Regions from separate parts of the Callithrix jacchus genome. Here region 2 is linked to region 1. A link is a contact called in public Hi-C data. All regions are on one chromosome and are shown on one strand. Each heading gives the region's core, a stretch centred on a gene start, on an enhancer-like site or on the middle of the called end of the contact. The rest is flanking DNA. Distances are from core to core; before and after follow the strand shown.

Region 1 (7,410 bases), core at 2,560-5,059:
GACTGTAGAGGTGGGACTAAATTAGCAAAACTGGGAAGTGGCTGCTGCAGGTATCCACGTAACAGTAATCTCAAAATCAATGAGGGCATGAATTAAGACCACGTAGAGGGGTCTGAGACAAGGGGGAAAAATAAAAAATATTTAGGAGACAGAATCACTAGTATTTGGTGAATGAGAGATGTGAGGTGTCAGTGAGGTAAAGGAATCCAAGACTCTTCCAGATTTCTAGCTTGCACTCTTAATTGGACAGTGTATCAGAATTGTTCCTCAAGACTGAATGTGACAGACTTTTTATATGTTGTAATAACAGTATCTGATGTAAATATTGGATACTGATGTAATATCAGTATGCTATTATGATGTAAATGTCAGAAATGAAAATTATGACTGACAGAGTTATCATGTTACATTCTACTCTGATATAAACTACTCTGTGATCTGAAAAAAGAAACATTCACCCTACCACTGAGCACAACACTGTGAAGTCGATACCCTGACAGCAAAGATTCATTATAGTCAGAGACAATGTCTCCTGGGCACCTGGTAGGAGGGTCTGAGATTCTCTGAACCCAAAGCACATCAACTGCCCTCCTAGGCAGCAACAATCCCCTGCAATCAATTAGACAGGATCTAGCTGGACTGGAGACCCCCTCTCCAAGATCTTCATATGCTCCAAGGGAAGCCGATTATATAACAGGGTGAAGATTAGAGCTTTAGAAAGGTCTTTTTTTTTTTTTTTTTTTTTTTTTTTAAGGCCAGTCAAATTTAGCAGTGGGGGGTTGTATACCAACTTTAGTGACACTAATGTTAATAAGTTCTGATAACCCACTACCATCGGACCAGCCTTTAGAAAGGTCTTGACTGAGCTTCTGCCTTTCCTACTCTTATCCGGAAGCATTATACCCTGAAGATATACCTGGGGTCCAGGATTTCACTGAGAACCAGATAGCTAGGCATGCCAATTGTATCTTCAGTGGCTCTCCACTTGCTCTCAGCACAGAATCCAAACTCGTTAGCATAGATACAATAATCTTCAAGCTAGGTGGAGCATCTACCCAAATCACAATGGTTCCCTTTTGCTGCAACTGGCCCTCCCACCTACAGGGCTATGGCAGCCATGTTTACGAGGCATGGTCTGGACTCCTCTTAACCGTTTAGTGAACCAAACACGGACCCCAGATGACCCTCTGACAGGGATATCTGTCTCTGCAACCATCTCCTTTCTCTCAAATGCTAGATATAATGGGGCTTTAATAAATAACAGCTGGTAGAGATACAAATAATTCATCCAATTGGAAAAACATTCCTCCAGAGGTTATGGTTTTATTGCTCTATAGGATATTAACCAGTTTTATTTCTAACTTTGCAATCTATTCCAGAATTCTTTTTTTACACTGAGTATATTAACTAGGCTTTTAACATCTTCTTTAGCACCCTGCTGGTTCCCTAATTAATGAGCTAAGAAAATTTTTGACACATGCTCTTTCTATATGTTTTAAATTATACTTTGAAAAAGACAAGCTAATTTCCCATACCCCACTCTTTTCTGTGGTAGGTATAAGCCTGAAAGTAGTTCACTTGTATTGCAAAAGGTTTCACCATCAAAATATGCTTACCAGTAAGAGATCTAAAAAACATTTCCATGAGAGCTGTTTCATCTTCTGGAGATGAATGAGTCTTATATTATCTGTAATTTCTGATTATTCCATTTCCATCACCTGTGAGGGTCACCTAACAGCCTTGGAGAGGATCAAGTTCTTCGAGAGATGCAGCTCAGCCTACTAACTACCACTTTGTAATATCTGAAGAGGCCGGGTGTGGTGGCTCTCACCTGTAATCCCAGCACTTTGGAAGGCCGAGGTGGGTGGATCATTTGAAGTCAGGAGTTCAAGACGAGCCTGACCAACATGGTGAACCCCCATCTCTACTAAATACAAAAAATTAGCCAGGCCTAGTGGTTTGTGCCTGTAATCCCAGCTACTCAGGAGGCTGAGGCAGGAGAATCACTTGAACCTGTGAGGCGGAAGTTGCAGTGAGCCGAGATTGTGCAACTCCAGCCTAGGCAACAAGAGGTAAACTCCATCTCAAAAAAAATATGGAGAAAGGCTTTGGGATAAGCCCAAATTGTTCTACTTGACTTTCAGTGTTGCCTCACCTACACTGCTACCCAGATGTACCTGATGAAACAAACTTAAGCAATGATAAAGTTACTTACAACTTGGACTCTGCTGAGCTTGCCCATCTTCTGATAGAAGAGAGGGGAGGGGGAGATAAAATAACACAAAGTTGAAGTCAGCAGTCAGGCAGCTGGCTGGCGCCACTGACCCAACCACAGTGGGGACCAAGGGCTGAGAAAATAACTCCCCTCTCTGTAACTGGTGCCTATGTTATTTATCAGCCTTGAAAATGTTGCAAAATAATGTTTTTCCTGCAGCCCAAGGACCTGCTCTGAGGCACGTAGACCACGTTTGTACAATCTAGACCCAACCCTTAGAAATACCTCTGTCACCCGAGTGACTTACTGCCTTTGTTTAACTTCTGTAATTCTTTCTCTTTTCCCTTCCACATGTAAATTAGCAAATCAATGAAGGCCAACGACTGTAAGGTCAGATGTCCAGCCAATAGGCAATGACAGTTTTACCTTTGCTCCCCCCTTGGGTTGTATGCCTTTAAAAAGAGAAAAAAACTGCTTTTCGGGGAGCTCTGTTTCTGGACTCGAGTCCACCAATGCTCCACAGCTAGCTCTTCCTTCCTTACTCGCGTGTCTGAAGAGCTCTGTCACCGGCTCATCCTGCAACATGCCCACCTGCAAGTGTCATGCCTTTGGGCAAGTCACCGGATTAATCTTTCTGGGTCTGTTTCCACATCAGTTCAACAGGGCAATATGCTCAACAGGGCAATATCATTTTCCTTACAGTGTTGTTGAAAGAATTACAATTAGCCTGGCTCACTATAGGTAGTCCACAAGTGTCAGCTACATAAATCTAAAACGCCTAGGCATGCTTGAATAGCACACCTGGGGCACCGGATTTAGAGGGGTGGTTTTGTTTTGTTGTTTGATTCTCTGGGAACTGGACAAGGTGGCACAGCCAAGGCCCTTCCAACTTTTAAGAATTCTTCCCCAAAGAAAATACTTTGCAAATGCCTCAGCACAACTCAAAAATATCCAAACTCTGACACTAAAGAGTTGGATACCTCACAAATCACTTCTGATCCTCCGGCGTCCTACCAGGTCTGCAGGCCTTCGATTTGGGGGTGCATGACATAGCCGCTTTTAAGCACACGCCCTCAATTGCTATCCCGCCTCCCGGCTCACGGCTGGCCCTCGGGACGCAGCGACCCCTCCTCGCCAGGCTCCCCAGGGCCCCGGGCAGGGGGCTCCGAGCTCCGGCAGCCGCAGAGTTCTCAGAGCTGAGGTCCGCCGGAGGGAGCAGCCGGGCCCCAGGTCGCAGATTCTTGGAGCCAGGCCCGGAAGCATTTGTGCCCTGCCCCACGCGCCGCTGAGGTCCTTCCCGGGTCAACGTCCCCGCGCCCCACGCCCTTCTTCCACTCCGGGAATACCCGGCCCCGCTCCCCGCACCCAACTCCGGCCCCGCCCCCGCCCCCGCATCTCAGCCCCGCCTCCTAACTGCCTAGAGCCCCGGTCCCGCCCACGCCCCGCCTCGGGTTCCGGCTTCACTTTCAGCCTGACCCCGCCCCCAGCCCTGGTCGTTCTCCGCCCTTCCCCACCCCCGAGCCTCGGCAGTCCCAGAGCCCCGGCCCCGCCCCCGAACCCCGCCGCCTTAGAGCCCCGGACGCCCAAGGTCGGGGCTAGATATGGCAAACCCGGCCTGGAGACTGGCGCAGCGTTCGTGTCCGAGGTAAGCCTGGAGCCCCGGCCGCCCTGCCCAAGGTCGCCCACAGGAGACGGCTGTCCAGGCGAAGGTCGCCGCCGGTGGGAGCGCCCCCCCGCCGTTATCTTGTCTGGGTGGCTACAGAATTTTGTTTTGCTGGTTTTCCAGCGAGAGTTCGCTGGAGTGACCACCTAACGCGCGCGCCCTCCTGCACCGCTGGGCCCAGAGTGGTCAGGATGGACGCGTCGTGAGATCAGGGCTGCGGCTCTCTGTTCCCAGTCCCCGAGGTCTCCGCCGGCGGCCGCGCAGTGCTCCCATCCTCCTGGGGCCGGACTCCGGGCCCTGGAGCCGCCCCCGCTGGGCACGGTGCTTCTTCCGGCGGCCGGGCCTGCACTTCCCAGCCGGGATGCTTCTGGGGTGCAAAGCGTTGCTTGCTAAAAGTGAGGTAAACGTAAGCAGTTATCACTCGTGTGGACTTAACGCTCTTTGCTTTTTGGAGAACACGTATGCAGTGAAGCGAAGTGGCCGTGTGCGCGGCGACGGCTAGGAAGCGCGCTCCACCTCCCTGGGATGCGGGGAACCCAGCCCGAATCCGTGTATAGGGAACAAAACCGGAACATGATGGTGACCTTGAAGTGGTGGAATTATGAGTGATTTTCCAGACCTTAGGTATTTTCCTATATGGTCGTGTTTTTGCAATTTGTTTTTAAAACTCACGCATTATTTAAAAATAAATTTGTTCCACATTTTGTGGAAACGCACATTTCGGCTTTCTGTGGACACTTTAAATTTTTCTTTCGTTTTCTGCTTGGAATTTGTCATGTAAGTTGCAGTTTTTCCCTTTACAGAAAAGCAATTTAATATAAAACTTACTGTAGGCCGGGCGTGGTGGCTCACGCCTGTAATCCAAGCACTTTGGAGGCCAAGGCGGGCGGATCACCTGAGGTCGGGAGTTCAAGACCAGCCTGACCAACATGGTGAAACCCCGTCTTTAAAAAATAAAGAAAAAAAAAAAAAAACTTACTGTAGACTGATCTTACTGAATCAATTACTAAGTCCAAGGTTTGAACCTAGAGTTCATTGTACCATTTTCTAGTTACATAATTGTGTTTGGGGGGTGATACATGTTAGGTTTGAGCTTTGTAACCTGTATTATTTTAATCATCTTTGATGCCATTAACTTCCTTATTCAGGGTCATCGTCGTGAACATTCATGTTTTGCTTGTGGCCTGAGTCCTTTGAAGTTTGCCACCCCACCCCTGTTCACTGTGTATGCTTAAAAACGTGCTGATCACCCCGCGGTGCTTGCTGTTTCTGCTCTGCTCCTGGCTGGCTGGCTAAACAGCCCCATAGAAAGGGACAAGCCTGCTGAGCCCGCTTCACTGACTCCCTTGCGCTGCAGATAGATTCCCTCCCACCTGCTGAGAAGGCTGTGGCTCTGTCTGGAATGCCATCATCTGTACATAATGTCCTTTTGAACATTTCTTGTATGTTCAGCCATTCTCCCCTCCTATCACCTGTGTATATGTTGGATCACCGGTTTTGCCAGCAAAGAGGGAAAAATTGACCTGATATTAGTTTATGGGTTGTTTAGCAGTGAGTGCAGAAGCTGTTTTAGGACTTTGGGACACTGCACTAAATTCTGTGCACTTAGCCTTTGGTCTCCTGCTGTTCACTATCTTGCATGCTTTTCATTTACTTCTTGCCTATGGCAAAATTTACATAGTCATTCCTGTTTTGGCTGCTTTTATCTTTAATTGCTTACAAATACCTCACTGGATGGTTACTTTTCCCTTTATTTATTTATTTTATTTACCATGAGCTTCTGTATTGATTTCTTATCTTGAAATCCTTACAGCCAATTATTTGCAGCCAGTTTGCTAGGGCAAGTATAAAGAAAATATTTATGGACAAACATGGGATTTTGCTATGTATGGGCTGGGAACAATTAGAAATCAGGCTGCAGAAATGTGAGGGTTGGGAACAAGTAGACATCAGTCTGCCTCATTGTAGTCATCTGCAGGTTGTTAGTTTCCCAGTAGTTCAGCTGCACATGAATAGAACAGCAATGAGAGCCAGTCAGAAGGACTTTGAAAATGCAGTGAATCAAGTGAAACTCTTGAAGAAGGATCCAGGAAACGAAGTGAAGCTAAAACTCTACGCACTGTATAAGCAGGTAAATGCCAACTGTCTGACATTATTTAAAGAATGTTGGGCAAATGACTCCTTAAATAGATACACTGTGTGTTTACTAAAATGTAGCCTTAATATTTTGGGTTTGTCTTGCTCCCTCTTAAGAGTATATATATATATGTGTGTGTGTCATTTTTTAATATTACCTTGAAATACTATTAATAAAGTAACCCCTCTGTGTCATGCCAGAGTAAAAGAGACTTACGAAATATAATATTCAAATTTGTAGACCTTATTTGGCTCTTAATTGGAATAAACCAATTGAAAAAGATATTTTTAAGACAATTGGGGAAGTTTTGAATAAGGACAGAGTATTAGAAGATGCTTAGAAATCATTGTTAATGGTGTCAAGGTTACATAAATGTTGATATTTTTAAGAAATGGGTACTAAGGATATAGAGGTGAAACAGCATGGATAGTTGAAGTTCTCTAAGCACAAAAAGAAAGAAAGGGATAGATGAGGCCAGGTGTGGTGGCTCACACCTAATTCCAGCATTTGGGAGGCTGAGTCGGGTTGATCCCTTGAGGTCAAGAGTTCGAGACCAGCCTGGCCAACATGGTGAAGCTCTGTCTGTCCTAAAAATACAAAATTTAGCTGGGCATGGTGGCACACGCCTGTAATCCCAACTACTCGGGAAGCTGAGGTGGAAGAATTGCTTGAACCTCGGAGGTGGAGGTTGCAGTGAGTGATTGTGCCACTGCACTCCATTCTGGGTGACAGAATGAGACTCCATCTAAAAAAAAAAAAAAAAAAAAAAAGGATAGATGAAGCAAGTAAGGCAATTTGATAATTGTTGAACTTGGGTGATGGGTATTGGGAATTCATTATAATAGTCTACTTTGGAATGTTTGGAAATTTTTGTAACAAAATTTAGAAACTGAAGCTTTTAAGTTCCAATGTTCTGTTTTATGATGGATATAAGCTTCTCTTTCATATGGGTGTGTATAGTAAAAAATTTAACTTTGCCCCAAAAGAGGCGTGGGTTTTCCCTCAGCTTCTGGGAAGTTAATCTCTAAAGCCTGATAGGAGTGTCTCTGTTTGCCTGGATTGTCTAAACGATGTTTAGGGTGGGGGCTTCAGGTTATGCAGTCATGCACAGGTGATGGAGGCCCACTAAAGACTCTGGACACTGAGACTGGATGAACTGAGCATCTCTGGTTGGCAGGACTCCTGTGTACTGTCACATCAATTCTGGGAGAGGGGTCCTGTCCTGACTCCATGGGGAGAGCACAAGGAAACTCCATATTTGCTACTGCCCCAGACTCCATCCTGTGTTGGTCCTCCAATGACTGATTTTAATCTCTATCCTTTCCCTTAATAAACTATTAACTGTGCATTTAACAGCTTGCAATGAGCTCTGAGTGTCTTTCTAGCAAATTATTT
Region 2 (7,410 bases), core at 1,448-3,947, 140 kb after region 1:
AAATCCTAGGCTCAAACGATCCTCCCACCTTGACTCCCTAGTACCTGCAGCACTTTGGAGAGCTGAGGCAAGAGGATCACTTGAGCCCAGTAGTTCAGAACAACCTGAGCAACATGGGAAGACTCTGCTTCTACGAAAATATTTAAAAATTAGTTGGGCACGGTGGAGCATGCCTGTGGTACCAGTTACTCTGGAGGCTGGGGCAGGAGGATCACTTGAGGTCAAGGTTATAATGAGCCATGATAGTGCCATCTGATGACCTGGGTGACAAGAGCTTGTGTTTAAAAAATAAATACAATGAAAAAAAAGAATTAATGTAGATATAAGAAGTCAGAATGGGTTCAAAAGACCAACTAGTCTTAAATCTTCCCTCTGGTGCCCCCTTTGCCAAAGCAGGTTTGAGAAATTAGGTTTCAATAAATTAGACATGTCACATTAAAAAATGGATCTTTCTGGGACAGTGGAAAAAAATAAAAATCAATTCAAACTTGAAAAGCAATTTAAAAAGAAGTAGCATTGTATAGCGGGAGGCCAGACATTACAACAGTTAGCAGCAGGGCTTTAGAACCAGACTGCCAGAGTTCCAACAGGTGTGCCACTTAGCGTGACCTTGAGCAAGTTACTTAATTTCTCTGTGCTTCAGTTTTATACTCTCTAAAATAAGGAAAATAAAAGCATCCACCTCAACAGGGTTGTTAAAAGAGCTAAAGCCTTCGGGGAGCTTAAAGGCTACTTTTTACATTTATTCTTTCTAAATGTTTCTATTTTGAATAGACTCCATGTAACCGTAAACTACTCAATGTCCTCTAAAGAACTGTTGTAAACACTATATTCAGGGACTCACTATAAGCACCAGGCATAGTGCTTGCTTTGGTATCAAACTGTTACCTTCTTTGTTAAATACTTTCAAACTACTGAAAGTAAGACATATACAGACCAAATAATCCATTTACGCCAAGCATTGTGTGGGGAAGGGAAGCGAAACTAAAGATTATGTCAGTGTTATTTATACAGGAGAGGCCTAAATATGTATTTTTTTAATTATTAATTCTAATATTTGAATACAGTATGTGAATAAAATATTCTCAAAATGAATGTGAAACACTCCTCAAAATGAATGTGAAACATCCCTAAAAATCAAATAAATGGACATAATACTATAAAGCTTTTCAGATTAGTAGAAAATGTAGCTGCATAGCATGAGATCTGCACTGTGTTGCCTTAAACACTGTAGCTGTGCCACACAATGAAACAGTGAGAAACAGTAAGAGGCTAAAGCTAGTTTAAAAACTTTAAAATCTCTGCTAAGTCAAATCGTAAAAATAATACAGCAGTTTTCAAAAGGCCTTAATAAAAAATTCAATTTCTCTGCCTAGCTGAATAAAGCAGATGACTGAGGAGCCCAAAACTGGATGCATGCACAGCAATGAAATGTCAGGTGGCAAAGATTTCTCCTATCGCTCGGTTACAAGTTGCTGGGAGACTATACCCCTTTCTAAGATGGCTGGAAACAGATCAGACAGTGCAGATGCAAAAAAAACAGTGGCTATGCAAATATAGCCGTAAAATCCATTCTCTTTTAAGGTTCTTGAGTTTTCCTACTACTGACACTTAAAGCAAAATACTGCTTTTAGTTAAGCAAGGATTGTTGGCCTTTGCAGCATACACAAGAATTTTTTTTTTCATTTGGCCGCACGGATTCTTATATTAGTTTAATTATAGACATAAAGTGGTTTGGCAGTAGCTAGCAATTCCCACTACTCCTTCCACTCGTCCTTCTAAAGAAGGGTTATAAACCCAGGCAAAAAAAAAAAAAAAAAAGCCAAGCCTCAAAACCAAAGACTCTTACTTTGCCTCAAGTTTGCAAGTTGGTAAAAAAGCTGCCCGTAGACAGTCAAAAACAAAACAAAACAAAAAAACACCAAAACAATACCCGGTGACTGCTGGACTAAAGAATACAAGGTGATGAGATCGAGTATCCCGCTGGCCACAGACTAGCTTCAGGATGATCAGAGTGACCCTAGCCCCTCCTCTCTCTGCTTTCAGGTCCTAAAGTAAGACCAGTATAAGGACGACTAGGGGTACCGCATGAGAAAGAAAAGACTTCGCGCTTGCCCCGCCTGCCGCCACTGACCCTCGTGCCCCAACACTGATGCCGCTAAGTGCTGCGGCCAGGGAGCTCTGCTGGGTCCCCAAGGGAGGAATAGTAAGGCGCGACCTCACTGCCGCGGCAGCCGCCACGCGCACCGGACCTGTAGAGGCCGCTCGCGCCTATGCCTCCCGGGGCAACGACGCGCGGCAGGCCGCGGCCGCCTTCGCTCCAACAGCGGCGGCCTCCGGGAAAATGAAGCTCGAAGGCCGCCTGCTCTCCATGCCTCCCACCCCACAACGAATCGCGCCGGAAAAGGCAAAGTTTGACTCTCGCCGTTAGGCCCGAACTTTCCCGCCCGCCAGTTGCAGCTCTCAGTCGTCTCCCACTCGGCAGTCCCCGGGCTCCAGCCTCTGGCCCACTCACAGAGATTACTTACTCTGGTTGCTCCCGCAGCGACTGGGTCTCCGCGGCGGCCATCTTGAACTTCCTGACTCCTCCGCGGCGGTGGCGGCGGCGGCTCCCGGACGGTGGAAGGTAGTGTAAGTGGAGGAAGAAGGAAAAGAGCTGCCGCGCATGTGCTGACGGCGTTGGGAAGAGTGGAGTTCTGAGTCCGCGCTAAGAATCCGGATATAAAACCCTACGTCCTGGAGGGGCGGAGGGCGTCATGTCGCAGCTTCCGGGAACATGGTGGGCGGTGCTGCTAAGGATTGACGGCTTGTGTCCAAGTTGAGCTCTTTGGCCAAGGCTAGAAATGGACGTTTAGTTATGGAAGCCCGCTGACATGCGGAGCAAAGAGAAAGGGATGTCGGCTTCGGGTGTGCGGTTCGGAGAAGTGATTGGCTCTGGGGACTAGAAGTTGAGTGAAAATTCTGTTAAACTCGGTCAGACAAATTGATTTTTGCCTTAACCACCTCTCTAGATAGCTCAACTGAATTAGCATTAACTTCCCGAGAAAGTAGGTAGAAAGGCACTTAAAAATACTGTAAATTAGGTCTTTAAATGTGGAACTGTTACTATATTTGACATTGAACATCTTTTCAACTTTACATAGTTCAAGGGTGACATGATTCAGGAGTCCTTCAGTTCGTTGTTTTCGTATCTGGAACATATAATTTTGGGGAGTCCAAGTTGCTTTATGTGATTTTGTTTTTTTTCTGTAATGACTCTAAAGGGATTAAATGGAATTTAGGGAAAACATTTACTGGCTCTTGGAGAGTATCAATTAGGTTAATTAGGTTATTTAATTACTCTTTAATAAAATATATTTCTCGGCTGGGCGCCGTGGCTCACGCCTGTAATCCCAGCACCTTGGGAGGCTGAGGCGGGCGTATCACCTGAGGTCAACAGTTCGAGACTAGCCTGGCCAACATGGTGAAACCCCATCTCTATTAAAAATATAAAAAATTAAAAATGCAAAAAAAAAATTATCTGGGCGTGGTGGCGCGCGCCTGTAACCCCAGCTACTCAGGAGGCTAAGGCAGGAGAATCGTTTGAACCCGGTTGGCGGAGGTTGCACTGAGATCGCGCCACTGCACTCCAGCCTGGGCGACAGAGTGAGAGTGACTCCGTCTAAGAAAAAAAGAAATTCCCCATACTTTGGAACCTAAAAGCAGCGTGACGATCACTTTCATTCTTGTAATCATATGAGTTTGCGTTTGTCCTAGAAAACTAGGTTCGGAATCCACGCTCCATATATATCTCTTGATTTTCAGGGGAGAAGGGTTTCAAATGTTCGTAATTACAAAATGTCTCTGGTTGGCTGAATTCCAAACGTTTTGAAATCGTAAGGCGAGGCGCAGTGGCTCACGCCTGCAATCCTAGCACTTTAGGTGACGGAGGCGGGCGGATTGCGGAGCTCAAGATTCGAGTCCAGCCTGGCCAACATAGCGAAACCCCGTCTCTATTAGCCGGCGTGGTGGCACCTGTAGTCCCAGCTACTCAGAAGACTGAGGCAGAAGAATCACTTGAATCCAGGAAGCGGAGGTTGCAGTAAGCTGAGATCGCGCCTCGGCACTCCAGCCTGGAGTGCGACTCTATCTCCAAGAAAAATAAAAATAAAATGTTAGTTTTCATGGACTCTATTAATAACGTGAAAGAGTAAATTCATCCTTAGATAATTACTGCTCTTTGTGTATACCCGCAACCCACCCACTGTAGTAGCATTTCTTTACACGGTTCTTAAAGATACTGTCTTCTTTGTGAAGAATTTCTCTTCTTCTTATCAGATTCAGACATAAGTTTTGTTTATGTTATGCTATGAAAAAAGTTTTCAGAAACATGTCAAGAATGGATTTTATTTTCAACCATATATTTATGCACTAATGGCGTGTAATTTGGGATCTGAGTTCCAATTTTTCCTAACTCAAGGTTCTCATCTGTAAATATTTGTTCAAACATATTTCAAATTTAGCCTTGTTTTACAATTAATTATTATATCCTCTGCTGCCTCTCCTAAACATGAAGGCAAAGGCTATGTGTCATTGTGCCAAGAATAGCTCAAATGTGTTGTTAAATATCAACTTAGTAAACTATTTTTAAATAAATAAAATAATGTTAAAATTAATAGTGTATGTAGTAGAACTGGGAGAGATCTCATCTTGGAAATAGAGTGATATACTTGAAGGCAAAAGATTGGATCAGGTACTATTAGCACGTTTTACACATGAACAAACTGACACTAAGAGATAGTATGGTAAATTGCTGATGATGATTGCATTCCCAAATACCAAGCTTCTTTTCGAAGTAAAATCTGACTCGAAAATCTGCTTTTTTCTTATCAGGTTGCTTCCTACAAAAATATAACTTTGCTCAGCATCTGCTTATTGACCATCCACCCTCACAGCTCCTTGGCATTCAAATGTTTGTTGAGTAGAGGTAACAGAGCACTCGTTCGAATCCAAAAATGCCTTACTTTTCCTTGTTCGTAGAAGCCTATTATAAATAAATGCCTCGCTGTGTCTCTTTTTCTTGTTGTCGAGAGCTCAGGCTGGTCTCAATTTCTACAACCATAGTAATATCTCCCAGGTTCCCTTCTGCCCTACGTATTTTTGCAGTTATGCTTTATGTGGAGATGAAGCACCCTAAGTGTGGGGAAGGATAGATGGGGCTCGAATAATAGGCGCCGAAGCCAGATTGTGATTAACGTTGATATTCAAACAAACCAAGTTTTTTTGTTTTTGTTTGTTTTTTAGAGCATGGTAAAAAAAAAAAAAAGTTTCAAAAAGCCGATGCTGGCAAAAATTTCCTTTAAAAAATTCTCACCAAATTCACTTGCACGGTACTACCTGGGGAATGAAATAGATTTGTGAAGGACACACCCAAAACTATGTTGCTGCTGTAGTTTTGAAAGGCTGGGACCCAGCAAACATCCGCCTATCAATTTATTCATTCAGCAAACGTTTATGAAGCAACAAACTTATGCCCAGTATTTCGATCTTGCTGCTCTTCCTCCTCGAATTCAGGAACCTTTGCAACGGAAAGCGGCCCGGGACAGGCGCCCTTTGAACCGAGTAGCAAAAGCCGCAACTCCCCGGCGGAACCCGCCTCCCCGGAAATCCTTGGAGGGGGCGGTGCCCTGGGCGGTGCGCTCTTCCCAGCAGCGGCTGCGGAGGCGCATGAGTACTTGCGATATCGTGGAGTTGGGGGTGTAGGGGGTAGGCGTGGGAGGATCTGAGGCCCGGGGTGGTCCTTGGTCCCTCCTGTCCCCGCCCCGAAGCCTTCTGCTTAAGCTCAGGGCCGCCAGCCTCTATTGTTGGTGCTGTCGCTCCCTGCTTCCCGGCCAGGGCGTCTCATCCTCGGTCCCGGAGCCGCAGGCTCGCTCTCCTCAGCCCCCCTGTCGGCGGCGGAGCTCTTGCCGCCATTCCTGTGAGGCAGTGATCCGAAGCCGGGGGGCTGGCCGAGGAGTAAGTAGGCGCGGGAGTCCTGGCCCAGGCATCCGTCTCGGATCCCTGTCGCCGCCGCACCCCGGATCCCGCGTTGGTCGTGTCGGATAAAGCGGAGGTCGGCTCTGCTTGCTGACAGAGACCATAAAAACACAGCGCTTGGAGCCCTGCCGCCGCCACACCACGTAGAAGTGTGCGGGCCCCGAGGCCAGGCTTCGGACGCGAGCTTGCATTTGTGACTTTCTCTTACCCTCTTTGCTCGCTTCGTTTTAAGTATTACTTCCAGATAAGACACGCATCTCGAAATACTTTGAAAACGGTTTTGAATCGTGTTGCTCCCATGGAAACATTAAATTTGGACCTTTCAAGCCACACTGTGCTATTATCGATCTCAATAAGCTCTTAATAGGCTCGTTCTTCCGTAGGCTACAAACAAAATAAAGACGATCCTAACATCCTGCGGAGGAAGCTGTTGGTCCATGTAGAGTTGCCAGATGTCAAGAGTAGATCGCCTTTCAGAGAGTATTTAGGCTCTAGTTTAGACCTGGAGTCGGAACTTTGAGGTGTTTGGAACACTGTTCTGAAATTTCCTTCCTTACAAAGCCAACTTTATGAGAATGTAGTTTTTTGCTGTTGTTGTTGATGTTAGTATTGAAGCAATTTTAGTGCAAAACAAAGGGTAACAAAGCAAAACAATGAAAGGGTAACAAAACAAAGCAATGAAAATCACCCAGAGTTCCATTACCCACACGGAACCAACTTGAACATATTGGTTTATTTTGGCTTTTTTAAAATATGAAATATTTAATTTTCTTGTACTCAGGTATAGAATGTGATAGTTTGCTCTTTCATGTAACATGTCCCCCGACTTTTACATAATTCTACTTTCAGTAAACATTTTTGTAACTAATCTTTTCCCTTTGTTATTGTATGCCTAGATTATTTCAACTTTGCGCTATTGTATGTAACTACTATATAATGTGGCAATAGCTAGATTAGTATTTAGAATGTGAGCATTCAAGTTAGATAAACCTGGGCTTCACAACTTACTGTGCAATTTCAAACAGTTTACCATTTTTGAGCCTCATTTCACACAGTAACATGGGAATAATGGTTCTGATTGCATAGAATTATTATGAGAGTAAAATGAAATAATGAGTGAAAGTGCCTGCAGTGTGTGTTATTATTAGGAAATGCTAGGTATTACTGTGGGCAAATTTTCTTTCTTTTGTTGTTATTTTTTTGTGTGACATGTATGATTTATTAACAGATTTTATTACCACAGTGGGGGTATGGGGTTTAATACACAACTTATCATATATTTTATTACATAACTAACACATGAATTAGAAGTAATTTTTCACAATAAGAAAAAATTAAAGTTTATAATCCTGCTAACCATAGGTGAATATTCACATTTTGGGCTATCCTTTTTTA

The links. A called contact is a pair of places that touch in the nucleus more often than the background predicts.
Region 2: a Hi-C map of skeletal muscle shows a contact between it and region 1, with 3 times the contacts expected there. The contact joins the promoter of PRP4K here to the promoter of ECI2 in region 1. A contact is called at or near these places in 2 of 3 Hi-C or Micro-C datasets (both in skeletal muscle).

The regions. Positions count from the first base shown.
Region 1 is chr4:26,390,491-26,397,900 of calJac240_pri, forward strand. It overlaps ECI2 (enoyl-CoA delta isomerase 2), which reads left to right and starts at 3,810. Exons shown (of 11, transcript XM_078368435.1): 1 at 3,810-3,860; 2 at 4,333-4,502; 3 at 5,865-6,009. The coding sequence starts at 4,480.
Region 2 is chr4:26,527,639-26,535,048 of calJac240_pri, forward strand. It overlaps PRP4K (pre-mRNA processing factor kinase PRP4K), which reads right to left and starts at 2,698. Exons shown (of 19, transcript XR_618989.5): 1 at 2,529-2,698. LOC144582042 (a long non-coding RNA gene) reads left to right here and starts at 2,782. Exons shown (of 2, transcript XR_013533800.1): 1 at 2,782-2,973; 2 at 4,000-7,410.